Linked DNA regions of Mus musculus: all the other regions are linked to region 7. The links are chromatin contacts, called in public HiChIP or PLAC-seq and promoter capture Hi-C maps. All regions are on one chromosome and are shown on one strand. The core of a region is the stretch at or near the end of the contact, and the rest is flanking DNA. Distances in the headings are between cores, read along the strand shown. Region 1 has its middle 66 kb from the start of Gm22269. Region 2 has its middle 160 kb from the start of Gm32237. Region 3 has its middle 26 kb from the start of Gm22269. Region 4 has its middle 83 kb from the start of Gm22269. Region 5 has its middle 44 kb from the start of Gm22269. Region 6 has its middle 92 kb from the start of Gm22269. Region 7 holds the start of Nbea (neurobeachin).

The links. Promoter capture Hi-C pulls out the DNA fragments that hold promoters and counts their contacts. HiChIP or PLAC-seq counts read pairs in DNA pulled down with a chosen protein or histone mark.
Region 1: a promoter capture Hi-C map of hippocampal neurons shows a contact between it and region 7, with 10 times the contacts expected there. The contact joins the enhancer-like site here to the promoter of Nbea in region 7. A contact is called at or near these places in 3 of 39 promoter capture datasets (the 3T3-L1 cell line, hippocampal neurons and liver), 8 of 115 datasets of contacts at active chromatin or transcription factors (SST interneurons, VIP interneurons, embryonic forebrain and 5 more) and 1 of 9 other capture datasets (embryonic stem cells).
Region 2: a contact with region 7 is called in a promoter capture Hi-C map of second pharyngeal arch cranial neural crest, with 2.7 times the contacts expected there. The contact joins the enhancer-like site here to the promoter of Nbea in region 7. A contact is called at or near these places in 7 of 39 promoter capture datasets (the 3T3-L1 cell line, the C10 cell line, the SN4741 cell line and 3 more) and 6 of 115 datasets of contacts at active chromatin or transcription factors (VIP interneurons, astrocytes, embryonic forebrain and 3 more).
Region 3: a contact with region 7 is called in a promoter capture Hi-C map of liver, with 4 times the contacts expected there. The contact joins the enhancer-like site here to the promoter of Nbea in region 7. A contact is called at or near these places in 11 of 39 promoter capture datasets (the 3T3-L1 cell line, 3T3-L1-derived adipocytes, the SN4741 cell line and 6 more), 2 of 115 datasets of contacts at active chromatin or transcription factors (embryonic forebrain and pancreatic cancer cells) and 1 of 9 other capture datasets (embryonic stem cells).
Region 4: an H3K4me3 HiChIP or PLAC-seq map of forebrain shows a contact between it and region 7, with 8 times the contacts expected there. The contact joins the enhancer-like site here to the promoter of Nbea in region 7. A contact is called at or near these places in 4 of 39 promoter capture datasets (the SN4741 cell line, cranial neural crest, frontonasal cranial neural crest and 1 more) and 7 of 115 datasets of contacts at active chromatin or transcription factors (SST interneurons, embryonic forebrain, embryonic hindbrain and 4 more).
Region 5: a promoter capture Hi-C map of cranial neural crest shows a contact between it and region 7, with 4 times the contacts expected there. The contact joins the enhancer-like site here to the promoter of Nbea in region 7. A contact is called at or near these places in 8 of 39 promoter capture datasets (the 3T3-L1 cell line, cranial neural crest, embryonic stem cells and 5 more), 5 of 115 datasets of contacts at active chromatin or transcription factors (astrocytes, embryonic forebrain, embryonic midbrain and 2 more) and 1 of 9 other capture datasets (embryonic stem cells).
Region 6: a contact with region 7 is called in an H3K27ac HiChIP or PLAC-seq map of neural progenitor cells, with 9 times the contacts expected there. The contact joins the enhancer-like site here to the promoter of Nbea in region 7. A contact is called at or near these places in 3 of 39 promoter capture datasets (the 3T3-L1 cell line, hippocampal neurons and maxillary cranial neural crest), 3 of 484 Hi-C or Micro-C datasets (cerebral cortex and cortical neurons) and 14 of 115 datasets of contacts at active chromatin or transcription factors (the NIH/3T3 cell line, SST interneurons, VIP interneurons and 10 more).

The regions. Positions count from the first base shown.
Region 1 is chr3:56,985,807-56,989,544 of GRCm38.p6, forward strand. No RefSeq gene overlaps it. Among named protein-coding and RNA genes, the nearest start is that of Gm22269, 66 kb to the right of the region's middle. Within about 2 kb of position 1,550, at least 2 of the 459 cell types and tissues checked have an H3K27ac peak or open chromatin away from gene starts, as enhancers often do. A contact at or near this core is called in hippocampal neurons, where this site is marked.
Region 2 is chr3:56,858,212-56,862,015 of GRCm38.p6, forward strand. No RefSeq gene overlaps it. Among named protein-coding and RNA genes, the nearest start is that of Gm32237, 160 kb to the left of the region's middle. Within about 2 kb of position 1,825, at least 8 of the 459 cell types and tissues checked have an H3K27ac peak or open chromatin away from gene starts, as enhancers often do. A contact at or near this core is called in second pharyngeal arch cranial neural crest, where this site is marked.
Region 3 is chr3:57,078,062-57,081,839 of GRCm38.p6, forward strand. No RefSeq gene overlaps it. Among named protein-coding and RNA genes, the nearest start is that of Gm22269, 26 kb to the left of the region's middle. Within about 2 kb of position 1,315, at least 8 of the 459 cell types and tissues checked have an H3K27ac peak or open chromatin away from gene starts, as enhancers often do. A contact at or near this core is called in pancreatic cancer cells, where this site is marked.
Region 4 is chr3:57,134,899-57,138,941 of GRCm38.p6, forward strand. It overlaps the pseudogene Gm8177. Among named protein-coding and RNA genes, the nearest start is that of Gm22269, 83 kb to the left of the region's middle. Within about 2 kb of position 2,048, at least 35 of the 459 cell types and tissues checked have an H3K27ac peak or open chromatin away from gene starts, as enhancers often do.
Region 5 is chr3:57,008,070-57,012,120 of GRCm38.p6, forward strand. No RefSeq gene overlaps it. Among named protein-coding and RNA genes, the nearest start is that of Gm22269, 44 kb to the right of the region's middle. Within about 2 kb of position 1,267, at least 1 of the 459 cell types and tissues checked has an H3K27ac peak or open chromatin away from gene starts, as enhancers often do.
Region 6 is chr3:56,960,088-56,963,824 of GRCm38.p6, forward strand. No RefSeq gene overlaps it. Among named protein-coding and RNA genes, the nearest start is that of Gm22269, 92 kb to the right of the region's middle. Within about 2 kb of position 2,129, at least 86 of the 459 cell types and tissues checked have an H3K27ac peak or open chromatin away from gene starts, as enhancers often do. A contact at or near this core is called in the NIH/3T3 cell line, SST interneurons, VIP interneurons and 9 more, where this site is marked.
Region 7 is chr3:56,182,314-56,185,981 of GRCm38.p6, forward strand. It overlaps Nbea (neurobeachin), which reads right to left and starts at 1,388. Exons shown (of 58, transcript NM_030595.1): 1 at 659-1,388. The coding sequence starts at 922.

The DNA of each region.
Region 1 (3,738 bases), core at 300-2,799, 800 kb after region 7:
AATAGAGTTGTCCTTGACAAGAAATAATAGCTAATGGTAAGCAGACCAACAGCATCTACATATTTATAAAACATAATGATTCAGATATTAGAGAGATTGGGAGCCAATTTATTTACATAAATGACTTCATTTTACTTATCTAATAGCCTTTCTGAACTATTCTTAAAATTATGAATTAATGAAATTCAGAAGGAAAGTTTATTTCCATTTGAGTCATAAATTAATGTCATTTGCAGACTGTAGAATAGTCTGAGTTATTAAGTTGAAATTGCCACTCTTAGGCCAATTTTCTGTGAAGATGTATCAGTGCTTCTAGGTCTTCAGCATTGTGCTATCTGACATTAATTATTAATCTGTCAGCCTGATGCACCACATTAAAGTTGAAAATAATTTATTTGAGAGAGCATTTATTTTTATGGACTTTTTAAAAAGTGGCATTAATCTATTCAGTTAATGTCAAAAATTTAGATCATAAAAGTCCTGAATGTTACCTCTGTAATCTCATAAGTAACTCTTGTAATTTGTGATTTATGGAAGATAAAATAATAATTTAGCCAAAATATACACTCCATAATAATTTTCTTCAGAAGACTTGCATATCTACAAATCAATTAAAGAAGTAGAAAGTAAGTCCAACAGCTCTTGCACAGTCCGGTCTGTCTGTCTGTCTGCCTGTCTGTCTTAGGGACAGCTTCTCCTTCAGTCGTGCCTTTGACATCCCCTGACCTCTGCAGCACATTCACCAGTCATGATAAACAATTATCCTGACTGGGACATTATTTTCACCTGGGTTTATTACTATTCCCCTCATCGCCAGCACTTGGAATCCCTGTATCTACTCATTTCCAAAGCACAGTTTTTACTTTAAAATTGTAAGAAAATATAAGGAAAGGAACAAAATCATTGTTTCCTACTGAGTATCATCCAAGGGATAGAAAAGAACGTTGGGTCACAGTCAAATTCTGCTACATATGGTTGTAAAGTGAAAGTTCTAAGCCTGCTTCTGCCAAGGATATAACAGGTGCTTGGTCCTAGTTTGTTGATAAATAAATGAGTAGTCATTATCATCTCCCTATATTCCCTGGGTTCCCCCTTTTTCCTTCCTTTTTTCCTAAACCTTCCTACTGCAATCACTACTTCCCTTCTCTACTCCCAAGTCTGTAAGCAGTTCCCTTCGCTGTGCCCTTTCTTAGGTCACTCCATCATGCTCCTGTGTTAGTCCTTACTCTTTGATTGGGCTGATGTCTCTTCTTCCCACATCAACGCTGGTGTTTGGGGAAAGCTTCCTGCTCCACAATCCCAAAGCCAAGTCTTCCTTTTATTCAAAATCACAGGAAAAAAAAACCCATCCATTTCTCCTGTACGATAAAGTACAGTTAACAGTAAAGAATTAAAGTACAGAAAGTGAATCAAAATCAGGAAATAAAAAACATTCTACATTGATTCCATTCTGCAATGGAATTTAACAAAGGAAACAGTGTGTGGGTACCTTCAACTCATTTAAACAGCTGTGATGTCTCTAGCTAGCTATTACATTTGTGTGACCATTCTGGCAAATGCCATATCACCATAGAAACACTGATCCAAATACCTATTTATGATTTGACTGATGGAATATGCGAACTATTAAGGAATGTTCCCAGAGCTGTTCTGAACCCTGACCAGGAAGAGAGATGAAGAAGATAATTTTATTTTCATTACTATCCATGCCCAGCGTGAAAGGGTCTTAGCCTAAGCACAATAAGAAATCTCCCCCACCTGCTATTTCCGAGGTCAATAGAGGAGTCATGCTCCCAGATACACTCATGGGGAGGGAAGAAAACAGACTAACAAGGAGAGTAAATTAAAGCAAAAGTGGAAAAGGAAACATATGGATAGACATTCTTTAAAAAAGAGAGAGAGAGAAGTTCATCTCATGGTCCTTTTCCTATCTAGCTATTATTTTGACCAGACTTAGAAAACATTTGCCTGTTTAAACCAGCATTTCAAATAAATGGCTCAGCGAGACTGGAGAGATGATGGCTCAGCATCTAAGAGCACTGGCTGCTCTTGCAGAACGTCTGACTCCAGTTCTCAGCATCCACGTGGTGTTCACAACCATCTGTAACTCAGTTTCGGCAGATTTGATGCCCTCTTCTGACTGCACACACATGGTATGCATACAAACACTCATGCACATAAAAGCTGGAAATTAAAAAGAAATAAGTGGCTATGTTTTATTTTATCTGGAAAGAGGCAAGGCCAACCTAAGAAGCAGCTCCGCTATTGTCACCTTTAGTCAGATGTTCCTGCTGTTACGTTACACCATCATTGGTTCTCTTGGAAAAGGCTTGGGACTCACTAGTATTTTACATCAATGCCATGGATCCTTCTTCTTCTCTTTTATGTCACCCTGTCAATAACTGTTCCATGAACACTGTATTCACGTCCATGCAGGCCTCTAGGCTGCAATACGAAGCATTCACATACCTAGTGTAATTTGCCCACCCCATAGGCTCTAAGTAATCTCCCAAAACAGGATACAAGCCTCACAAGATTTTCATGTTTCAAACAATACTATTAATTAACCAAAATCTCAGTAAGCTAAAATATGTCACAAAAACACCAATTCTAATTCTTTGGGGGTTGTTTTTGTCCTAGTACTTCACTGGCAATCAACCTCAGGGCTACATGTGTGATAGACAGACTCACTAACTGAACCACTTCCCCAGATTACAACTCTAGTTTCTTTTCTTCGTTCCTTCTTTCCTTCCTTCCTTCCTTCCTTCCTTCCTTCCTTCCTTTTTCTTTTTTTTTGTAAGAACAGACTGTCCTTGGGTTATAGAATGCACAGCTCCAAGAGCTCTCTGCATCTCTCTTTAAGGGACAGGCAAAATTCTTTCTTCTCACATATTTAAAGATAAGTAGAGCTAGAGTCTCTGAGGCTTAAACTCAAGTTATAGAGAAGAGCTAGTGATTGGTAGCAGTGCGGCATGTCCTGCTATACTATTCATTGCTTACCTACAACCTATGAAGAAAAACCAAGTAGCATGGAACAATCTTGAGTTCCCCATTTCGACGGATGGAAATCAAATTCTGGCATTTGACCAGCTCAGAAAATGGACTCAAAATTAAAAGTGACTTTTTTCTGCTTAAAATCCACATTAAAAAAATAGTTTGTTGTTGTTGTTATTTTAATCAACAAAGAAGGTACGAGTCTTCTAACAACAGGACAGAATGTCTAAGTTCTGATTCAAACAATAACAAATATTTGTTCAAACAATAACAATTACAGAGAATTTTCCTATTCTTTATCTCAGCCAATCTCCATTATTGAACTATGGAATACACACACACACACACACACACACACACACACACACACATACACACAAAGAGAGACAGAGACAGACAGAGATACATAGACACAGAGAGAGAGGCAGAGAGGCAGAGACACAGAGAGACAGAAAGACAGACACAGAGACACACACACACACAGAGAAAGAGAAATAGAGACAAAGAGAAAGAGACCACAATTTCAAAACATTTTCTTGTGTTATCCCCTCTCTGTAAAGTGATTTAATTTGTTCACCTAGAACAGTTAAAGCTAATGATATGGTTTGTTGTGTTTGTTTCCCAAATGAAGAGATGTAAACAAACCACCTGAATATATGAAGCTAGAGAAAAGGAAGGCAGCACTAGGGCTGAGGAGGAGTCCTATCAGGAGGATGGGTTCGAAGCTCACAAGGGAAAAAGAAA
Region 2 (3,804 bases), core at 575-3,074, 680 kb after region 7:
GGAAACAATCTGTGGAAAACAATAGAATGCAGTAAAATGTTTCCAATTGTTATCTGACAAGAAGTCTCTATTCCAAATTCATGAAACACACATAACACAATAGCAAAGAACAAAATAACTCAATTTTAAAATGAGCAAAGAATTTGAATAGATGGATCCCCAAAGAAATACAAATGGTCAGTTGGCATTGAATCTCAAGCATCCGTGTAAAAGTTCAACATTGTTAATCATTGAACAAGTTTAAAGCCACCCTGAGGCAGAAGACTATGTGTAAGCAAGGGCAAACACCCCTAGATGCTATTGCTGAGAATGTGAATTGTTCCAGCAACTATATTAAAAGTTGTAGAGGGCCTAAAGCTGTAGCCATTCCTCACTCAGCGATCCATACAAGATCTGGAATCAACATTCTGAAGAGATATTAGAACCTTCATATTCACTGTAGCATCCATTAATAACAACAACCAAGATATAGAATCAGATGGGTCCATCAACAGTTGAATGGAATGTGCTTCAATCTTTTTAAAAATAAAGTGAAATGTGAACTATTGTGAGAATATTATTGAAGCTGAAGGATATTATCCTGTTGATTATTGACTGATGTGTGAGGCTCCAACTTGAAGGTGGTCCTAACTCTGTAAGAAAACTGGCTCAGCAAACCATGAAGAGCAAGTCAGTGAGCAGCAATCTTTCATGCTCTCAGCTTGAGCTCCTGCCCTGACTTCCTTCAGTGATGGAGAATGACCTGGACGCATAAGGTGAAATAAACCCTTTCCTCCTGCAAGCTAGTATTGGCCATGGGGTTTACTACAGCAACAGAAAGCAACTAGGACAGAAAGTAATGGAAATAACTGATGTAACATCAATCAAATATAAACTTGAGTAATGATGAAAAGAGTTAATATTTCCTGCATATTTTACACATGATAGCCTTGTTGCTAATTTAGATTATTTAACTTATTTTATTTTGACAAGTACCCTACATTGTAAATATTATTTCTATCTACATTTGTTGCATTACACAATTCAGACTACTTATCTATTCTCCATAGCCATGCAGCTCTAATGGCGAGATCAGGACTTGAATCCAAGAAGTTGGATCCCTGAGATTATCCAATATAGTTATGAATATGGTGTTGACAGTAGAGATTATAGTAGTGATGATAGTAGCAGTAATACTGCAATTGGTAGTGGTGATGATGTTGGTGGTGGTAGTAGAGCCAGCAGTGATAGTGATGATGGTGATGGTGATAGAGGTAAGGATAATGAAATGGCTCAGCAGCTAAGGGCAATTATTGTATAAGCCTGAGAACTTGAGGCCAATCTCTAGAACCTAAATGAAAGTGGAAAGAGAGAACTGTACAAAGTTGTCATTTGACATCTACACATGTGCCATGGCACACACACACACACACACACACACACACACACACACACACACACACACAGAGAGAGAGAGAGAGAGAGAGAGAGAGAGAGAGATAATATAATAAACAAGAGGTTATGTTAAGTTATTCATCCATGCAATGCAGATAATAGTGTACTGTGTGAAGTCAGCCATCATGAAATCATGTGGGAACACATGTCTCAGAATGGTCCTTGCAGTATTCATCATACCTAAATCACAAAGAATAATAATGCAACAAGCCAGTCACTGCTCCAAAAATGGGAAGGGGAAATGTCATCCTGTTTTCAGATATGCACATTTTGTTCATCATATTATACAAGAGAAACATCATGGTAATTCTCACAAAAAGACTTGCTTCAATCTGTCCCAAGAGATAATGAATGCAATATGTGTTCAGACCCTTAGCAGACAAGCTGGGAGCTGTAGCAGCAAATTAGCTATACTGCTTTGTGCTCCTGATGGGTTGCATGTGTGCAGCTGCCGAAGAGCTATCTGGCTTTGTGAAGGAAAGACACACACGCGCGCACACACGCGCGCGCACACACACACACACACACACACACACACCACACACACACACACACGTCAGTTAATTTTTGGTATGCCTTGGCTATCTCAAAGGCTGGGCAGTTCTAATCCTCCCCAAGGCTAGCATTTATTTCTCTCCTGTAATCCTGGCTTAACACCCTCTACATCTATATTTTATCTTTTTTGCCATGACTCCTTCTGTGGAGCTCTCTAGTCTTTGCAGTCCAATACGCTTCTGGGCAGCCTGTCTGGAGGCCACATTCCTTCTCACCTACATTTTGGATGATTGTCTTTCTAAGTCTGATCCTGATCGGTTTGCCTGAAAATCATGGCAATTCTACTATCCTCCTCCCAGTTTTTACCCTGTGCACATCTAAAGGGCTCACCACAGTCTATCTGCCCAACCATTTGCCACTGGCTTTTTCTTTCACTTCTTATTTTTTTAATTGTGTATTTATTTCATTTACATTTTCAATGCTATCCCAAAAGTCCCCCACATGCTCTCCCACCCACTCCCCTACCCACCTACTCCCACTTCTTGGCCCTGGCATTCCCCTGTACTGAGGCATATAAAGTTTGCACGACCAATGGGCCTCTCTTTCCACTGATGGCCGACTAGGCCATCTTCTGATTCAAATGTAGCTAGAGACATGAGCTCCGTCCGGGGGGAGGGGGGGTATTGGTTAGTTCATATTGTTGTTCCACCTATAGGATTGCAGATACCTTCAGCTCCTTGGGTACTTTCTGTAGCTCCTCCATTGGGGGCCCTGTGATCCATCCAATAGCTGACTGTGAGCATCCACTTCTGTGTTTGCCAGGCTCCAGCATAGTCTCACAAGAGACAGCTATATCTGGGTCCTTTCAGCAAAATCTTGCTAGTGTATGCAATGGTGTCAGCGTTTGGAAGCTGATTATGGGGTGGATCCCTGGATATGGCAGTCTCTAGAGGGTCCATCCTTTCGTCTCAGCTCCAAACTTTGTCTCTGTAACTCCTTCCATGGGTGTTTTGTTCCCAATTCTAAGAAGGGGCAAAGTGTCCACACTTTGGTCTTTATTCTTCTTGAGTTTCATGTGTTTAGCAAATTGTATCTTATATCTTGGGTATTCTAAATTTCTGGGCTAATATCCACTTATCAGTGAGTACATATTGTGCGAGTTCTTTTGTGATTGGGTTACCTCACTCAGGATGATGCCCTCCAAGTCCATCCATTTGCCTAGGAATTTCATAAATTCATTCTTTTTAATAGCTGAGTAGTACTCCATTGTGTAAATGTACCACATTTTCTGTATCCTTTCCTCTGTTGAGGGGCATCTGGGTTCTTTCCAACTTCTGGCTATTATAAATAAGGCTGCAATGAACATAGTGGAGCATGTGTCCTTCTTACCGGTTGGAACATCTTCTGGATATATGCCCAGGAGAGGTATTGCGGGATCCTCCAATTTTCCAATTATGTCCAATTTTCTGAGGAACCGCCAGACTGATTTCCAGAGTGATTGTATAAGCTTGCAATCCCACCAACAATGGAGGAGTGTTCCTCTTTCTCCACATCCACGACAGCATCTGCTGTCACCTGAATTTTTTATCTTAGCCATTCTGACTGGTGTGAGGTGGAATTTCAGGGTTGTTTTGATTTGCATTTCCCTGATGATTAAGGATGTTGAACATTTTTTCAGGTGCTTCTCAGCCATTCAGTATTCCTCAGGTGAGAATTCTTTGTTTAGCTCTGAGCCCCATTTTTTAATGGGGTTATTTGATTTTCTGGAGTCCACCTTCTTGAGTTCTTTATATATATTGGATATTAGTCCCCTATCTGATTTAGGATAGGTAAAGATCCTTTCCCAATCTGTTGGTGGTCTTTTTGTCTTATTGA
Region 3 (3,778 bases), core at 65-2,564, 900 kb after region 7:
AACTGAATAACACTTTTCATGAAAGCAGCTGAATAGATGGCTTGGTACAGCCTTCTTCTACGCAGGAGAGAATGCACAGTGCATGGCTGACAAGTGGTTGTTTAGTTGTACTAACTCTGAGTTTAAAAGTAGCATATTTCACTAATTAGGACTTGAGTCTTGTGTGAACAAATGGTATTATCACTGGGAGATAGTTCTTTCAGGTCATCTTTTCATGAACCATGTGTGCAGGAGAAAAAAAAAGACACCCTGGAGGGAAAATAGGTAAAAATCAAACTCCCTTCCCCTCTTTATATTTAATTTCAAAGAAATGCCTCTACTTTGTTTTTTTTCCATATTTGACTTTTTTTTCTTTGAAGTCATATTAAACAAAAAAAGAAAACATTGCTTTTAAGAGCTATAAAACTGCAAAGACACTTGCAAATTCATTTATCACTTTAATGCAGGAAGATAAGCAAGAGGACCAAGAGAAGATATTCCATTAGACAGCAGGGGCACCGTATTTTAGACTTGGCATTGGTTTCACTCAAGGAGACTCTGCTAATGGAAACATCGATCAAGTTTACCACATTGCATTCCAGGATTCTGAGTTACAAATTCCTTCCCAGTTTTTTCATTTGTCTGTAAACATTATGGATTAAATCCACCCTATGGTGATACCTACACACAACTACTTGGTGGGTGCTATTCCTGACTACTACAGTGTTATGTTCAATAAGTAGCTATGTGTTAATTTTTAGGAATGTCAAACATCCAGAAGCAGTCAGTAACAGACATTAGTATAATGTGCTATAATTATTTATATGTCTAAATAACTGAACTGGGAAATCTGTTAGATTTCTGTCAACTTGCAGAATTTTCATTAATATTTTTATAGGCAGCTCACAAGATATTAATAGCCTGAAGCCTAAAGCAGGAAATAAACCAATGGCCCAAAAACAAATAAATCACTTTGGTTGGTTTTAACAGAATTCAGTCTAACTCTTCTGTTTACACTGCAATTACGTATTTGAATATTTATGTCATATGATCATTTGTCCCTTAAACTAACTTGTCTACCATCTTCTTTTAGTCCATTTTTAAGTTACTGATACAGATAAACCCTGGCCCTGTTGTGATGGAATTTGAGGCCCAGTGGGAAAAACACAAATCAAGCCTCCATTGAAAACAACCTACACAAGTAGACACTCAAATGAGTGTCTCGGGAGTCTGGGACACCAGGAGTCTGGGACACAGGGTTCTGTGGTTATGCTGGAGCCAAGGGAGTATTGTAAGAAAGATAATGTTCAAGTTGGTCTCAGGCTGACTGTGAGTCTTCCATGTAATGAGAAGAAGAATCTAGACAAAGAGCACATTGTGAGAAGCTTTAGAGTAAAATAGAGTGGTATGAGCAGGCAGAAGTTGGCAATGAATGAGAAAGTGATTGGGACAGAATATGTGTGGTCTTGCCTCTCTGCTAGGAAGTGTTGAATTTGACCCTGTGAGAAATGTGCAGCCACTGCAGCATTTAAGCACAATAGCAATGTATTCACCGTACATGGATGCCCTCACCACAAAAGTAGAAGCCCAGTCTACAATGAAAATGTCTAGGTGATTTGTTCTACTTAGAGACATGCTTGGCTCAGGCTGAAGTAGTGTCAGTATGCTGTGGTGTGTGTCTAGTGTGTATGAGTCCCTTAGTGTGACTCTTCAGCAATGATAGGGTGAGGGGAAGAATTGGAGAAATAGGGCAAGCAAGAAATACAAGGAGAAGGAGAAAAGTAGAGAACAGAAAAGTTCTGATTCAAAGTAATTGTTAGCCAAATAAACTTTGAAAAATAATGAGATGACCATACATAAACAATTTTTAGTGTTGCTCAAAAAATTTTTTTTGACTTGATTGATATTATTTTATTTTCCAAGAAAGAAAACATATAGCTTTCCTCAAACTTATCTCAGTAGCAAAACTTCTGCATGTTCACCAAACACCTCATAGGATTATGGTCACCAAGAACACTGGGAGATGCAGATATAGAGGATGGGTTTAGAAGTTATGGTGAATACAATGTGAGCATTATAAGACTATCAAGCCAGATCTGTCATGAGGCAAACTACAGTTAATAGTAGAGGTAGAGCAATGATCTGGTTAAGCCACATTTGATAATGGAATGGCCAAAATGGCCAGAACATTGCCTGATGAGCCACCTCAATACTAGTGACATTTGTCTAAGAACCTAGCAGAAACTTCTTAAAAGAGAACAGATTGATATTTAATGCCAACTCCCTCCTAATATAGTGAAACAAGCTTCCAATAAATTAATATCTGATCTGGAACAAAAATATTCTACTCTTGATATGCCTTGGTTTATTGTACAGGAGAGCCAGGAAGTGAATATTTATAAACACTAAATAATTGCCAAATAAGTTCTGTTTACCTTTGGATCATATTTTCTTGTGATATTTAACCAGGGATGAAGGTGACATTTAGGGAATACTGATGAGGCCTTAACAAAACTAATAAAGTCTCACTGTGCTCACTTGATTTGATGCCCTGGAAAGTTGCCCTGGATTTTTAGCCTGTCAGCTACTTCCTCTCTTTAGACAGAGCAAGCTGGAGGGAGCACCTTCCAGGCAAACCTGTCTAATGCCTGTTGACAGCTAGCTGCACAGTTATTCCTTCAGACAATTGGTTTTGAAACCTGCTGTTCTAAGTAAGTGATCAGCTATTATTGTAAAAATGTATCAAGAAGGAATTTAATAGGCAATATGAAACCATGAGTAAAGGTCATTGATTTGGTTTGAAATGAGATTGTCTTCATTCAGAACACTGTGGAAAGAGCAGCAATATTTTGCTCTGACCTTCTTGCTGCAGAGGCAGTTTCTCACAGACCCTTGTCAGAGATCTCCTTCCAGGCAGGTGGGATGAGACCAGTACTTGCCACAGGAACATTAAAGGACAGGAAAGCCTTTGAAGGGACTCTGGTGCCTCACTGGAAGTGTGTTAATGTCAACTTTCAGACACATCTTGATGCTTTTGCCTTGTTGTTTGTATTTTTTGCTGTTGTTGTTGTTGTTGTTGTTGAACCTTTAAACTTTCCCTGACAGAAAGATTTCTTCACAGATATATACACAGAATCACCTGCCATTGAATGTAGCAGTTACAAAGGTTGCTGATTGGTTAGTCAACCTCTTTACCTGGGCACTAAAAAAACAGTAAGAGTCAAAGACAAACAAACTGCTTTATTCTCTTGCAGTTTTTAGCTTGTTTTGTTTTTGGTTTTGCTTTGTTTTGTTTTGTTTTTGTTTTTGTTTTTGCTTTGTTTTGTTTTGTTTTGTTTTTATTTTTGTTTTTACGAGATAGGGTTTCTCTGTGTAGCGCTGGCTGTCCTGGAACTCACTCTGTAGACCAGGCTGGCCTCGAACTCACAGATCTGCCTGCCTCGGCCTCCCGAGTGCTGGGATTAAAGGCGTGCACCACCATGCCCGGCTTAGCTTTGTTTTAAAAAATGTTTATGGCTTGATTTTACACAAGAGTGACAAGAAGCTAAGAAAATTGTTACTGACAAGCTGCCATCTTTGTGCTAAGAGACTTCACTGGTTTCCCACCCAGGAAAGGATGATGATGGGAGGGAGAGAGGGAAGGAAGAAAGGATGGAAGGAGGGAGAAGAAGTGTGTAAATTTTTAAGATAGATTGAAAGAAATACATATAAGCTGATTGAAAAACTACAAAAATTAAGCAACTAATAAGCTCTTAATATAGCCATTGTGAGTGAGGAGGGCCAGTATATGTTTTATTCT
Region 4 (4,043 bases), core at 798-3,297, 950 kb after region 7:
AAACTGTTTGAGAAGGATTAGAAAGATTAGAAGATGTGGCCTTATTGGAGAAAGTGTGGCCTTAATGAAGGAAGTATCACTCAGGATGGGCTTTAATGCTTCAAAAGTCCAGACCAGGATCCGTTGTCTCTCTCCTCACCCTCAAGCCCCACTGTGTATCAAATATAAATCTCTCAGTTAGTTCTTCAGTTCCATCCTGCTCCTCACCATGGTAACAATGGACTCGCCCTCTGAAACTGAGGGCAAGCCCCCAATTAAATGTTCCCTTTTGTAAAAGTCACCTTGATCTTGATGTCTCTTCACAGCAAACAGAATAGTACTCATAATAGGAACTCTGGTAATTCAGAAGTGCAAATGGTTAAAGACCTTCTCTCTAGCTCCAAAAAGAGCATCCACCATTGTGAAAATGATAATTATCAAATAATCATATATAAAAATATAGAAATTATATTCAAAGATGTCAAACAATAGCTCACCCCACAAATTGTATCACTTCTCTTCTAAATTGCTCTTTGTTTTTGGTGTGCACCAGTGACTCCAAAGACAACTGCTAGTCCATTTGTTTAATTCTGTTGCACAGAGTTTAAGGCTAGATTTTGAAGAGAGTTCGCCTGACTCTTCCGAAGTTCCCATTCTGTTCCATCTGTAAAATGGGAGCCTCCTTTGGAAGATAAGTTTGTTCCTGGTGCCCTGTTACTGTTGGGTTATGCCGTTCAGAAAGAAAGATCCTTGAACTAGATCTGCTCAGTGGTCCATCCCCCAATGACACAGAGCCCTCTGTTGAGTGTTCTGAACGACTGGATGACCTCAAATGAGGCTTCACACAATTTTTTTGGGAATGGTTGGCCCATATTCATAGCAGCAGCATTTGTTTTGTAAGATCCTGGTGAACTAAAACCATTCATAAAACTACCATTGGGAAAGGGAGCCAGTGGTGTTTCAAAGTAAGGTGCAGGACTTGGAGACCAAGACTGAGGCACAAGACTATACACTGAGTACTGCTGAGGATTATACACTGGTTTCATGAAGACTGGTGAGGGATATTGGGTAGGAGTCTGAATAGGTTGAGTATACATACTAGAATCCATTAATCGATAAGCATTCTTAGCAAAAAATGTATTGATGGCTTTTATCCTTGCCATGATTGGCTTGCCCTTAAATGTTTTGACTTCTCTTAAGTATTTAAAAGCCTGCTGTGCATCTGTGTCTGACTGGAAAGTGATGTACCAGTTGCTGTTGTGTGCAAACTTGTAGCTTATCACTTTGTGGCAGTTTTCATTTTTAAACAAAGCTTTCACTTCCTCTACAGGCGTGGTCCCAGGAATCTCTCTGAGAATCACAATACATCGCTTATGACTTGGTCTCACCTTTTCTCCCTTCTCATCAACTTTTACCATGGGGGAAGATCTCAATACTTCAAGAACTAAATCTGTATTTGTAGTCATTATTTTTTTTTATTTCTTCCATGTTGGCAACTGCCCATATTGGTACGAACTGATCACTATCCATTTGAGATATCAAGTAAAGGTCCTTTGATAAATTTTCTCGTGAGAAACAGAATTCCAACTGTTTTTTCAGACATTCTTTTAAATCTTCTGTAGAAATTGTTGAACTGCTTTCTCCAGAAACTTCATATAGTTGGTAACTCAGGTCTTCAGGTCCTAAGATCATTCCATCAGCTGACTTTTCAATGCCTGCAGTATTTCTTGTGGTTTCACAAGATGGAGAATACATTACTTCACATTCCTTACACATATCTTCTAAAAGTTCTGTATTGCCCTCAGGGTGAGATCCAGATGTGGCTGCAGTTTCATGCCAAGAGGGTTCAGTTACAGGAGTGCCATCCGGATTTCCAGAAGGAATTTCTTGCCATACTTTGGCATTAGGATTTAAACCAGTGCCTTTAGATGTCACCTGCTCAACGAAGAGCAACATGTCTGCTTCCGCTCGTCCCAATCGTTCCCGCTGCTGCCTCTACTCCAACTGGCTCCCAGGCCCGGGCCTGTCGGTAGGATAAGGACAATTGCCTTGCCCCTCCACCCAGCAGTGGACCCGGCTCCTCCCCCGCTGTCAGCCGCTGTGCCCTGACCCGCCCAGTCCCGCCTCCTGGGAAGCAACAACTGCTTCCCGTTTTGGAGGCAAACTGCTTCCTGGGGCGAAGGGACGCCCGACCCCCACCCCCACCCCACCCCCTAGCGTGCTTCGATCTGGCTGGCTCTTCTCTGGCGGTGATGGCGAAAGTGTGTGGTCTGTGTCAGGTGTGGGTCGATGCTCAGGAGGCCGCGCTGGGCTGTGCAAAACGCTCACTGACGCATTTGTACTTTCTACCAAAAAGCTGACCACCGCACTCTAGAGGTATTTTCTAAGAAATGTAATTTAACAAGAAATCATTTATGATCAGAGTATTCTGTGGTACAAAGAATATTTAAATAAAGTCAAAACAATAGCCTATCATCAGGAAGCAGCCATCCTATCAGAGAGAGACAAAACTAAACACATGTTATCTATGGCTAACTAAGAAAAAAGATGATAGAGTAAAAAAGTAATATGGATGGTTTGGTAAACCGTCTATATTCGTCTGTTTACAAATACCATAACAAAATGCCCGGGGCGAGCTATGTATAGAGGAAAAGGGCTTATTTGGTTCACATTTGGTTTATTAGAATACTCAGGGTTTACGATGAGGTGGCCTGATTTGTTGGACAGTCGTGAAGGTGGTAGATAAGACAAGATCATATTACCAGTGGAAGCAGTTATATAGCTGAACAGAAAGAGAGAAACTAAGGAAACCCCAATTCAACCTTATTTTAAAGAAAATGTCCCTCTCCAGAAAGTAAGAAAAAGAGCTAAGAACAGTCACATGAAAACTACCTTAATTCCTTTCAAGGGCATACCCAGTACTCTAAGGACTTCCCACTAATTCCAGCTTTTGAAGACTCTACAGTTTCCCAGTTAAGCTCCCTAAAGGGCCAACATTCACCACAGCCAAATACATATACAACACCATCAAACCTAGGAAGTAGTTAACAGTGAAGTGTTCCTTGGCTTGTATCACCATGTAGGCACACCATCAGAATGGGTGGGATAAGAGGATGCCCTACATGAGTTTATAAAGTAGGTCATGGGCATGGGTTGCAGTCAGGAAGTCAGAGACCCAAAGAGGAGACTAGAAGAACGTTTCTAAAAGAAAGGCAGCACCTTGCATTTAGAAAGAAAGCAAGCGGTCAAGAGATAACCCTATACAGGTACTCTGGCAAAATCAAAATAAAACAGACAGGCTCAGTGATGAGAAACCATGCCCAAATCGGGGTCCAAGGAAGGGAAAAGATGCAGCTGCTGAGTCCCGTTGTACTTAGAACCAATCACAAAGACCAAAGATGCTAGGAATCATCAGGGAGAACGCAAGTGGGGAAGAAAGCTACACCAGCTTTGAATGGAATCACAGTCAGTTGCTGGAGAGTAGGGATTGATTCTGATGGCCAAAGACAAAAGTGAGGACTCAAGCCAGGACATGTTGCCAACTCAACCCAACACGCTTTCATCTTCTCTCCTTAGCCACCAGGACATCTCCCTCTGGCTACTCCTCCTCTTTGTCCTTTTCTTACCTGTTCCTTTCTCTGTCCACGCTCTTAGAATATTTAGATTCTCTATTCTTCCTTTGATCTCCCATCAACTTCTTTCCACCCCATACTTCCTTCAATCTCTGTCTGCCTCTCTCTTAACTGTTCCAAGTCTGCTATTCCCTACTACCTCTCTTATCAAATCACATTTCTTTCTATTTACTGCAGATATACAGTGAAAAGTTTAAAAGCCCGTACTTCAACTTTTAGACAAATTTTCCCTCTGAAGGCTTTTTTATTATTTAAAACAAATTGTAAAGTTAAATACAATTTGATTATATTCTTCTGTTTCCCAGAGGCCTTCCAGATCATTCTGCCCTTTCTACTCACTCAATCTTAATTTAGTTCTCAACAAACAAAAACCTATTAAAACAATAAAACACTCCAAAACAAAAACAAAATAAAAGCACACCCCAAAAGAAA
Region 5 (4,051 bases), core at 17-2,516, 830 kb after region 7:
TCAAAATTTTAAAAATGCTATACATACATACATACACACATGCATGTATATAGATAGATAGATAGATAGATAAACACATATATCTATATATAAATGCTATATATAGCATTTCCTCATTTTAAATTTAAATAGCATATATATATATATATATATATATATATATATATGTGTGTGTGTGTGTGTGTGTGTGTGTGTGTGCTATATATAACATTTCTTAATTTTAAACTGTTTATATTTTGGAGTCTGGAGAGACTGCTTAGTGGATCAGTCTTCTTGCAGAGGATGGGGCTTTGGTCCCCAGAACTCACATGACCGTACACAACCACCAGTAACTCCAGTTCTTGGGGATCTGACAATCTCTTCTGGCTTCTGCTGACAGTGCATAGACACAGTGTACTTACATCCATGTAGACACACCATACACATATGTTTTTTAAACATTTGTTTCAAATGTTTTCAAAAATTAATTTTGAACCAAAATTATTTTCCTTATTTACTATGTACATATAGTCACGAATACATAGGCTTCTTTGGTTTAAGGTACAGAGAAGGGCTGTACCTTAAACTCTCGATTTCAGTCTTTAATTCTCATCTATCCCTTAACAGAATCCCCTCCAACAAAACTGAGACCACTGATTACTTAGGTCATAATCATTTCATCAACTTGTAATTTCTGCTGTAATGAGCCAGAGCATCTCAAATCTGTGGCCTGGATCATATCATTTTGTACTTCATGTTTTCCCAAATGTGCACTAGAGCATTAAGTATTTATGTAGTTAGGAAAGCCTTTCACATGATGCACCTGTATTTCTGAACAAGGAGCCCATGTTAATCACTATATTGCTTGTTCATTCATCCACTTAACAAATATCTCATTTAGACACTATGTTCACTACTAGGGGAATAAAAGCAAACGTAAAATAGACATGAGCCTTGATGTCCTTGATTTAGTAATCTAACTGGGGTAAACATGAATGATAGAAAATTAATTAAAATTATGTAGTTTGGTGACTAGAGAGATGGCTCAGTGGGTAAGATCATTGGCTGCTCTTCAGAACTCCCAGAACCCACATGGGGACTCAGAATTGTCTGTAACTCCAGTTCTGGGGGGTCTGACCCTCTCTGGCCTCCACAGGCAGAGGTACTGCATACATGTGGTGCCAAACATGCACTTGGCCACACAGCATATACATACTTTTTAAGTAAATAAATCTTTAAAGTGGTATAGTGTGTAACTTTATGTTTCCTGATAAATTGATCGTTTTTTGAAATGGCAGTGGTTAGACTCTCCATCCTCTGCCAATAGCATTCTGTGCTCAGGTGCAATGAGTAATTAGTAGAGGTTTTGTTTGCATGGCATAGGCAAAGTTCAGGGTGTGATCTCAGGCACTACAGGAACAGACTGAGTCCAAAAGAGTATCATGGCCTCATCTGGTATTGCTTTGTTGTTGTTTTGTTTTGTTTCAGAAGAAGGAGACAGGATAAAAGAAGCTTTTCTGCTACATTTCCTGTCTCCTTTCAGTTAATGAGAACAAGATGAGGAGGCAGGATGGAATTAGAAGGAAAAAGAATTGCTTTCAGCAATTTCAAGACTGGTCTCTGGAGCATAATAGTTCCCTGGGAACCTTCCACAGTTGGAAAGAATGAGCTCTCTTGAAAGTAGATTCAGACATGCCTGGAGAAAGACTGAGAGCACATCCTGACAGAGACTATCTCCTGTCCCAGAACCGTAGTAGCAATGACCTCAAGGAGCAGCCTGATCACAGAAAACACTGGTTATTTTTAGAGGAAACTCCACTCGTGTCTCAGGTTCCATTACCCTCCAGCTTGGTGACTCTGGACCAGTTTCATGGAAATTCTTTATTTTATTATAAAATTGTATGTGTGTGGGTACTTTGCCTGCATTCTTTCTTGTGCACCATACAGGTCTCTGTTGTGCTTGGATGCTAGGGGATGCATCAGGTTCCCTAGACTTGGAATGATGGGTAGTCATGAGCCATGCTGTCGGTGCTGTGAAATGAACCTGTGTCCTCTGAAGAGCAGCCAGTGGTCTTACGTGCTGAACCATCTCTCCAACTCTCTGCATGTACATTTTTAAATGTACTTTTTCACATATAAACACAGGATAAGCACAAACACTATATTAGCACAAGATGAAAATTAATTTAGATAATGCTTGTCACGTTTTGATTACAATATCTAGCACAAAGAAAATACTTTAAAAATATAAACTATCGAAAATGAAAGAAATGAAGATGAGAAAAGATCAATCAAGTCTCTACCAAGCTATGAGTGACATTGTGGGATGGGGAGGCTTTGAGATCCAGTGAATGCTCAGAGGACAAAAGTCTGAAGTTACTTGTCAGAGCCTTAGCAAGAAGCCATAAAGTTATTACTATAATTAACCCTAAAACATTAGTGCTTGAAATGGAAGTTTCTGGATTGGTCATATGATGCAAATTCATGTGATGTTTTGCTGATGCAGACACACTGTGTTTTAGGGGCAGGCGTAATGTTTGGTAAGAGTATAAATATGACTCAAGAGACTTTGATGCCATGCTTGAAACTTTGATGCCATAGCTAGCCTTGAAACACTTTGTTGGTCTCATGTTCTTTTCACTTTGTTGAGAGAGGCACAGTAGAGAACTTCTCCTGGTGTCGTGGCTGATTCTGGTTGTTCCAGTTGGTTTAATCAGATCAAATATTTAGATGGGCTCATATTTTCAGCCTCTACTGAAGATTCTCCTCTCCTCTGAGATGCTTACTGCTTTTATAACCCTATGGACTGACCTTGAGATTCATGTAACTTTATGAGCTTCCTGAGCCTTTAAGCTTCCTTCTGCTTCTAAGAGAGGATGTCACAACACAGAGGAAGTAAGGAAACAACAGGAGTCAGTCTACGATGATTGACCCAGGGGATGGGTGGGATGACAGGTTAACAGCATAATATTATACTGTTCTCACCTTTGATGCCCCTTAGCCAATCAGAAGGAAGGGAACAACGAAACCAACATGAAGGTAGCAGTCTTGTTTGGTGTTATTTTGTATATTTCTACAGAATTTCTGTAAATCTTCAGAGAGTTGCCTTTTAGGGATTTCTAAAACATAGCAAGGTTCAAGTTTATTCTATAGATTTGTTCTGTGGTTTATCCAACATGTGACTGAGTGCTGTATCAAAAGAGATAAAGATTTGGCTGAGATCATAAAACAGGGGAACAATTCAAGAACACCAACATAAATTAATACTAAGAGGAAAAAGTATATAACAATACAGAAAACAAAACTCTTGGGTATGACATTTTCTTTATCATGGCTATGGCTTTAAAGTTTTGATAATTCTTCATGAATGTGATTTGAGTTGAGATGTACTTTCTAAGGATATATCTTTTTCTCTAGCATTGCTGTAATCTTCAAGGGAACAAAATCATTCCAGTTGGAGGCAGGCAGACTTCTCTACATTTCCAATCAAGAGAAATCCCTGAATGTTCATGTTTCTCAAGAAATATACTTTCATTTCCACATGTACAGACATCTGGTTAAGCAAGAATACTGAACACACACTGTCTCCATTGCTTTTTAAATCACATTTAAAGTAAAAATAAAATTAAAGTACACAGGAATAGAAATAAGCTCGTAAGAGCTGGCAGGAGAAAGTCTGGAATTGCCCATGGAATATGGACAACTGAATCTCAGCTTCAGTTGCACACTGTCTGAAGCAGAAGACTCTACCAAGGAGCAAGCTGGTGTTTTCTCTCCCTAGGCTGGTAGAAGTGTTCTGAAAGCAGGGGAAGTGAATCCTTCTCTATGGGGACTAGCAGGAGCTAGAAAACAAAGCACGTGTTGAAAAAGCTTCTACATTTTTAAGTGTATATGTATGTTGAGTACAAGTCCCTCCTCTCCCTCTCTCTCTCTCTCCTTCTCACTCTCTCTTTTTCTCTGTGTGTATAATATCCATAACTATGTGGGCTTTTTACTTAAAAATGCAAATTATGCAAACAAGTCTGTGGAAAAAGGAATCAATAATTGTTATTTTTTTTAAAAAAAAAGGATG
Region 6 (3,737 bases), core at 879-3,378, 780 kb after region 7:
GATCGATAAAAAATTGATAATTTCTAGAAATCATAAGTTTGGTTAGGATTGAACTGAAATACTCAGTCCTCAGGTACAGAGTGTTGCTTGATAACTGATGACAAATGACCAAGGTCACACTCCACCTTTTATCCAATGGCTGGTTAGTATGAGGATAAAGACTGGCCCCATTGGCTCACTCTGATACATCTGGGCATAATCAATCAACTGTAGAGCCTTTCTATGATATTCTGAGGTCCTTCTCTCTTCCTAGACCCCTGACCACCTCTGCCGGATGTTGCTGACAAACCCAGAGGTGTGGATCCCAATGGCAATCTGCAATAAACCTGCCAAAGAATCTTTACCCAGGAGCCTGCTTCCCTATAACATGCCCTGTCTCAGAGAGTACAGTGCTAGCTAGCAATGCTTTTTTTTTTTTCTTTAAGACATCATCCACATGCCTACAAGAGACTACCTAGGACAGAGATTTGATAACATCATTACTAATTCCTTTCTCTACATTTCCTTTATCACACAAGAAAAAGGAGGCAAAAGGGAGAAGGGAAAGAAGAGGAAAGGAAGGGAAGAAAATGATGAGAAGTAAAGGGGAAGAAAAGGGAAGGGGAAACAAGACAGGAGAAAAGGAGGGAAGGAAGGGAGGGAGGGAGGGAGGAGAGGGGGACCCAAGAGATGTAGGTACTTACCTAGCATGAAAGAGAAGGAACTGTTTCCTTTTGGTGGTAATTGCTAGGACTCTCCTAGGCATCAACTAGTCTGGCTTCTATCATCTACCTGGAGTTCCCTGTTAAAACCTGTGCTGTAATGCTTTTGCAAATCTGCCCTGGTCAATATCCATTGAGCTTGTTTTTCCCTTGTTGGCAAAAGCATCTAAACTGTGAAATGCAACCACTCTAAAGCCTGCTGAGTTTTCATGAAATCTTCCCTTGTTTTCCCCCAAGGACATCTGTCCTACCCAATTTTGATGTAGAATTATGTATTATACAGACAACTGCCTAAGTCTATTGAATGTAAGGATAAATGCATTGGCTCTTCAGAGTGTTCTTACTCTTTAAGTATGCACAGTATTATCTAGCTCTCTCAACAATAGAATTAATTGTATAAAAAAAAAATCTTTAGGGGAAAATACCTAACAAAAATTTGTTAAATGTAAAACACACAAAATCAGGACATGTGGTAATTTCAAAACTGGATAAATTGCTGCTTTCCTTATCATTGTCTATAATAAAGTTATTTGAAGCTATTAATAACTATTGATGAGCACAAATTAAATTCAAGTGGGAAAGTTTGTCTTTTAGATGAAGAAACTTCTGGAGTGTTTTGGCAGCAGTTTTTCACTTCCAAACAAGATAATAATTATGTTCAAACTTTTTATTCAATTAATTGGATTAAGTACGAACTTATATACTGCCTTGCAGGGATAATTAGCATCCTGACTAGCCTAGTAGAATAGAAAGTCTTCTTCTCTGGTACAATCCATATATGTCACTCTGCTCATAGTAACCGATGTTTCTGTTGTCCTTGGGTTCCAAATGCATTGAAATTTGGAAAGGTCCTACCCCTCAGTCCCAACACACATGCACTGCAGAGAAGAGAATAAAATAGATGTATGGATATTGTCCTTATATATCTATTCTATTAGGCAGTTCTTCATTATTGTAACAAAATGGTAGGGGAGGGGGTACTGTGAACAGGAAAAGTGGCCTTTGGCCCACAACTTTGGGTCCTTCAATCCTTGACCCCATGACGTCATTGCATTTGAGTATGTAGCAGGGCATCATACATAGGGATCTCCTGTGGAGAAACTTAACCATTTTCTTGTTGTTAGGGAAGCATTACAGAGAGACAGAGAAAGTGACTAGGGTTCCACCATCCCCTTGGAGATCTTCCCACCCTCTGTTTCGTCTTCTCCATCAGTGACCAAACCTTTTCACTGGGCTACACCTTCAGCAGTTTGCAACAGGTTTCAGCATCACAAGTCTGGAGACAAAGTCTTTAACATATGGGCCTTCTGGGGATATTTAAGGACTAGATTTTAGCAAAAATCTTGTAATCACTATACATCTGAGTCATGATCATGTAACTAGACTCCATAGTCTCAGTACTTTTTTTTTTTTGAGATGGAGACTCCCTATCCATGACTGGCCTGGAACTCACTATGTAGAGCACTCTGGCCTAGAATGCACAGAGATCCACCTGCTTCTACCTCCTGAATGCTAAAATTAAAGATGTGTACCACCATGACAGGCAAGACTCAATAGTTTTTCTTTCTCTTTTACAGTTTTCCAATTGAATCCTTCCTTCCTGCCATGAACAGGGCCTTTCCAATGGGGCTGGTGGCAAGATCACTCAGAACAGAAATCAGTTGCTAATTTGTGGACAGACAAAAGCCTTTGCTACTAACATGTGTGCATCTATAAATAATCATGAGAGAGAGAGAGAGAGAGAGAGAGAGAGAGAGAGAGAGAGAGAGAGAGAGAGAGAGAGAGAGAGAACATTTTCCTCTCTCTGCAATGGCATTTAACGAAATGAAAGCATTTCTTGGGAGGTAACCAGCCAAGTATGGAAGTCACTAGACAAGGGAACCAGTGACCGCATGAAACCACATTCACATAAGCTGCTGCTGCCTGCCCCTTTGTGGTTGCCTTAGAAACCAGCCTCTCTTAACAGTGAGTCAGATCCCTGCTCAGAGGAGCAGGTGGTGAATCATATCAGTCTCCCCATTCGAGCAGATGCCTGGTTCTTTCACTGAGTCATTCCCACCTACTCCTCTCTGTCTGCACTCTGACATGAACAGAAAGTTCATTCCAATGGCCTCTTGGTGCTCATCCTCACAGCACTGACTGCCAAAAGCAAAGGGACTCTGTAGATGAAGCAAGTTCCACTGCCCTCTGGAAAGGATGCTCTGAGCAGGAGTTGTCATCCATACCATCATCCTAGGTTTTCACATTCACTGCTGAGATGGATTTTGGGCTAAGAAGACTTTTCTCACAAGTCCACACATGTCTCTGTCATACAAGGAATAAATGTGCAGTGGCTTGCAATGCATTTTAAAGAAGTGATCACGCGTGGCTGAATGTCACTGCTTTGGAAGAAAAAGAAATCCTTTTCTTAAACCAGAATTGGAGAGGGATCTTGCTAGCCGGGAGGTGAATAGGGGAAATGCAGCTCTGGACACCATGGAGGATCAATAAATATTGACAGGCAGAGGAAAGCAAAGGGTTTTCGACAACCTTAACTAACACTTTCTAATAATACCAAACTGCAATCTGCCACCAAGGAAATCTAGCCTCACCCTCGAATATACTTGGAGAAACAACACAGGGTGTGAATGAAGTTCCAGGAGCATGGCAGCTGGTGATGGAAAACCTGCTTGCATTGCTCTGGGAAGCAGACATGCATCAGCACCACCTTCTGTGATGTCACCTGGCTCCTTGTGGCTGTGGGCAGACTTCCCAAGTGAGTGAAAATATACTGACCTAACAGGTGGAACTCTTAAGCTAAAAGCACAATACCAGGACTTTGGAGATTGCTCGCCAGCTAAAGGAGTACAGAACACAGTCCAGTTGAGGTTGCCCCTTCTGCCACTTTGCCCAGTAGTTTAGTTTAGACCTCATGAAAGAGATCTAGAATGTTACATTAGAATCTGAGAAACCTGTGCTGGGTCATAGCACTGAGATTGTCTTATGTTGCTCAAGACAGTTTCTACCTCTACCCCCATCACATTTGCTTGCTATTAA
Region 7 (3,668 bases), core at 138-2,637:
ATCTTTCTTCTGGTCTTTATCCTCAAGCCACCGCAACCATAGAAACCAACCTGTAAGATCCGGTGCCCCCCTTACATTTTAACACCTTCTGCGCCCCACACCCGTAAAGGTAAGAGATCAGCATATCTGGAGAGATACTACAAAGAGGTGAAGATTGCCTAGAGATGGAGGTAGGGGTGAGTACAGGCACAACACGCTCCATCACTGCCACGGAATGTATTTAAAGACAGATGCAAAATCTGCATCATTCGTCGTCCTCCCTGGAAAACCCAGCACCCCAGCTGCTCAAGTTGGAACCAGTGCGCTTCTCCCATTTCAGGAGCACGGGAGGGGGTGGGGGCTGGGGCGCTTGGGGGGACTCGGGCTCTAGGGGCCGGGCTGTCACCCTCTCAGAGCCACAACACGGACAATTAAGAGATGGGGAGAAGAAACTCCCAAAGGACCTGAGGGCCGCTTCACACCTCCACTCACGGCCCAGGCCCTAAGGACCGACCACTCGTCGGAAGTGCCGGGTTGAGTTGGGCACCGCGCGGGTGACAGGAGGGAGGTGGCGCGGCCGTGGCTGCGCGCGGGCGGGCGGGCGGGCGGACGGACAGGAGGCTGAGGGACGCGGGGAGGCAGGGCGCGGACGCCCGGGGTTGGGAGGGGGGGCGCTTACCAGGTTGAGCACGGTCTCCACGATGTCCCTGTTGCTGACCTCGCCGACCTGTATGAGTCCGATCAGAACGGCGAATTTCATACGGATGTTGCGGATCGGCACCGAAGGGTTGATCATGCCCGCCGGCAGCACCACCGGGCCGGAGCCGGCCGCCCCCCGAGGCTCCCCCATGGCGCCTCCGCCGCCTGCACCGCCGCCGGCCCCGACGGCCAGGAGCGCGACGGGCTGCGGCTCGAGCCCCGGGCCCGGCTTGTCGCTCGCCATCCGCCCCGCTGCTGAGGAGCTGTGCAGCGCCGCCGCGCCGCCTCCGCCGGTTCCGTTATCCCCGCCGCGGCCCCCGCCCCCCGGCCGGCGCCTCGCAGCCCCAGCATCCACCAGCGCCGCGGCGCCGGGCCCGCTCCCGTCCGCGCCTCAGCCGGGCCCGGCAGCCGTGCGCGGCGCCTCGCCGACCGCCTCCGGGGACAGCCTCAAGGGTCGCTTCCGAGGTCTCCTCCCGGGCTTGCCGCAGCTGTCTCCCCAGCGAGCTCACGGTCCGCCTCAGCGCTCGCCTCACGGAGCTCCTCGCAGATCGCCTCGGCGCTCTCTGCACCGATCTCCCCGGCTCGCTACCGCCGGCCCGGCCCCCCGCGAGGATGCCGCCTCGTCTCGCACGGCCCTCCGCCCTCCGCCGGGGGCCAAAGCTCGGGCCGCTGCCACCGGCGCCGCTGTTGTTGTGAAGCCCCGACGCCGCCGCTCACTCCGCCATGTTGCCGCCCCCTGCCTGCGGTAGCGGCCACTGCGCCTGCGCGCAGCTTGGGGGGGGCGGAGTCCTCGCTGCACCCCCTCTTTCTCCCGGCGCTCCTCCTCCGCATCCCTCACCCCTCGTCCCTCCCCCACGCGCTGGGACCGGGCCGACAGGTGAGCAGGTGCGCGGGGAGGAGTCGCGAGGGGAAGGACAGGGCTCGCCCGTCCGCTCTCCTTCCCCCTCGGCCTCGCCGTGCGGGCCACGTGCGGTGAGTGGAGGGCCACCTGCTCCCGGCCGCCTTTGCCTCCTCCTGGTCCACCTTGGGTCCGCGGCCCCACCTCGCTGCGGGGGTCTGGAGACAGGCCCAATGTCGCCGGGCTCTTGCCACAGCCCGTGGAGAGGCTGACACCTGCTCACACGGGCGCGGCTTAAAATAGATGCTGTCAAACCGGGAGCCTCTCTGCCAAGCTAGTTCTTGAACTCGCCTCCCTGACTACCCTCATGAGGTGGTTGGGTAGGTGCAGCAAATCCCCTGCTAGAAATCCCCAAAGATCCTCAGGTATGATGCCAGTGGGTGGGTGATCTCCCTTTTCCATAGGCGTATGAGGTTCACAAGAATTGTATGAATTATCAAAATACATTGGAGGTCCTCACGACCAGCCTTAGTCCGTGAGAAAATTTCAATTGAAAACATTATAACACGCACATGGCAATATCTCTGATGGCACTGAGTTAAAACCACGTAAGTATGACTGGTGGTTTCTTCCTTGACATCAAGGATATAGTTTCTTTAATATTTCAAGTGGTCAGCCCTTTTCGATAAAGACATATTGCCAGTCACCAGAAACATTAGAAATCCTAAGGTGTATTCAAATCATTTAAATTGTCATCCCAAACAAAGAAATGGTCAGTATACAAATGAATCATAATGCATAATTTATTACTATTCATCTTCTTTGACTGGTAACTCCCATGATACAGGATCTTATAAACATTTCAAAAGTACCATAGGGCAAACTTTCTTAATACCTGTATTTTCAATTAGTTCTTGGTTATATGTTTATTAGTGGTACAAACTCCCACTGAATTGATTAATTTTTTAAAGTAGTTGCACAAAAGTACCTGAAAAAAGTGGTAAATTGGTATGTCTATTTAAACAAAATAGTAATGGAATTATAACATGCTTACATCATTAAAACTGCTTGAGGAATTTGCAGAGCCTTAAGACTTCAGAGTTTGGCAATTAAGAATTCCAGTGATACTAGATGGTTGTGGAGCAAGCCTTTAACCCCAGCACTAGGGAGGTAGAGGCAAGCAGATCTTTAAATTCCAGGACAGCCCTGTCTACAGATTTTAGTTCCAGGACAACCAGGGCTACACAGAGAAACCCTGTATTAGAAAACAAAAACAATAAAAAGAACTGTGACTTTTAGAACTACCAACAATTTCTGTGCCTGGCTCAGGCAAGCATCATCTAGTTCTATAAGAACTACTTCAGTTGCAAATTTAAAATGCCATATCTCTCTTAAGTTATAAAATCCAAGCTGAAAGGTTATCTTAATCTATATATACACACACACATACATATCTGATGTGTACATATATGAAGTACATATAAATAGATATACAGTAAGTTGTACTTCTTGCTTTATTCTAGACATCTTGAATGAGAGCTTTGAGAGAGACTGACAACCTGATCTTCCCTTTTCCTTTTTTAGTGCATAGCTTGACACCCCTTTGACTGCTCTTAATTTTCTGTTATGTGTCTCAGGCAATAGGTGTGTTCATTTCAGTTTTGTTTTCCTTGTTCGTTTTCAGTTACTGGAGATGAAGAACAGGTAAAGAAAATAATCCCTGCTCAAAGTAGAAAAAGCACACTTTATTAAATTTCAGAAATATTTTTAAGCTTGCTAGTAATGTATTCTGTAGATTATCAGCTCCTTGCCCTCTTTAAAAAAAAAAAATTGGGCATGGTTCTGAATCATCCTTTAACTATCTGTGCAATCTACTCAGGCTATGTGAACTTCAGTATCCTCATTCCTTTAACAGACATGATTAGACCTATCCTACCAATGAAATGATGTCAGTTCAGCAGCAACTAGTATATAGTAAAATACATCTTTGTATCCCTCATACAGGAACTATGTGTGTAGAGTGGCCTATAGACACACACATGAAAGACCAATTACAACCTGTTTACAATGCATTCATCCAATTTAAACTTTAGTTTTCTTCAACATTTGGACCCTTACACCCCATTTTTTAACCACTAATTTTACTCTTAAG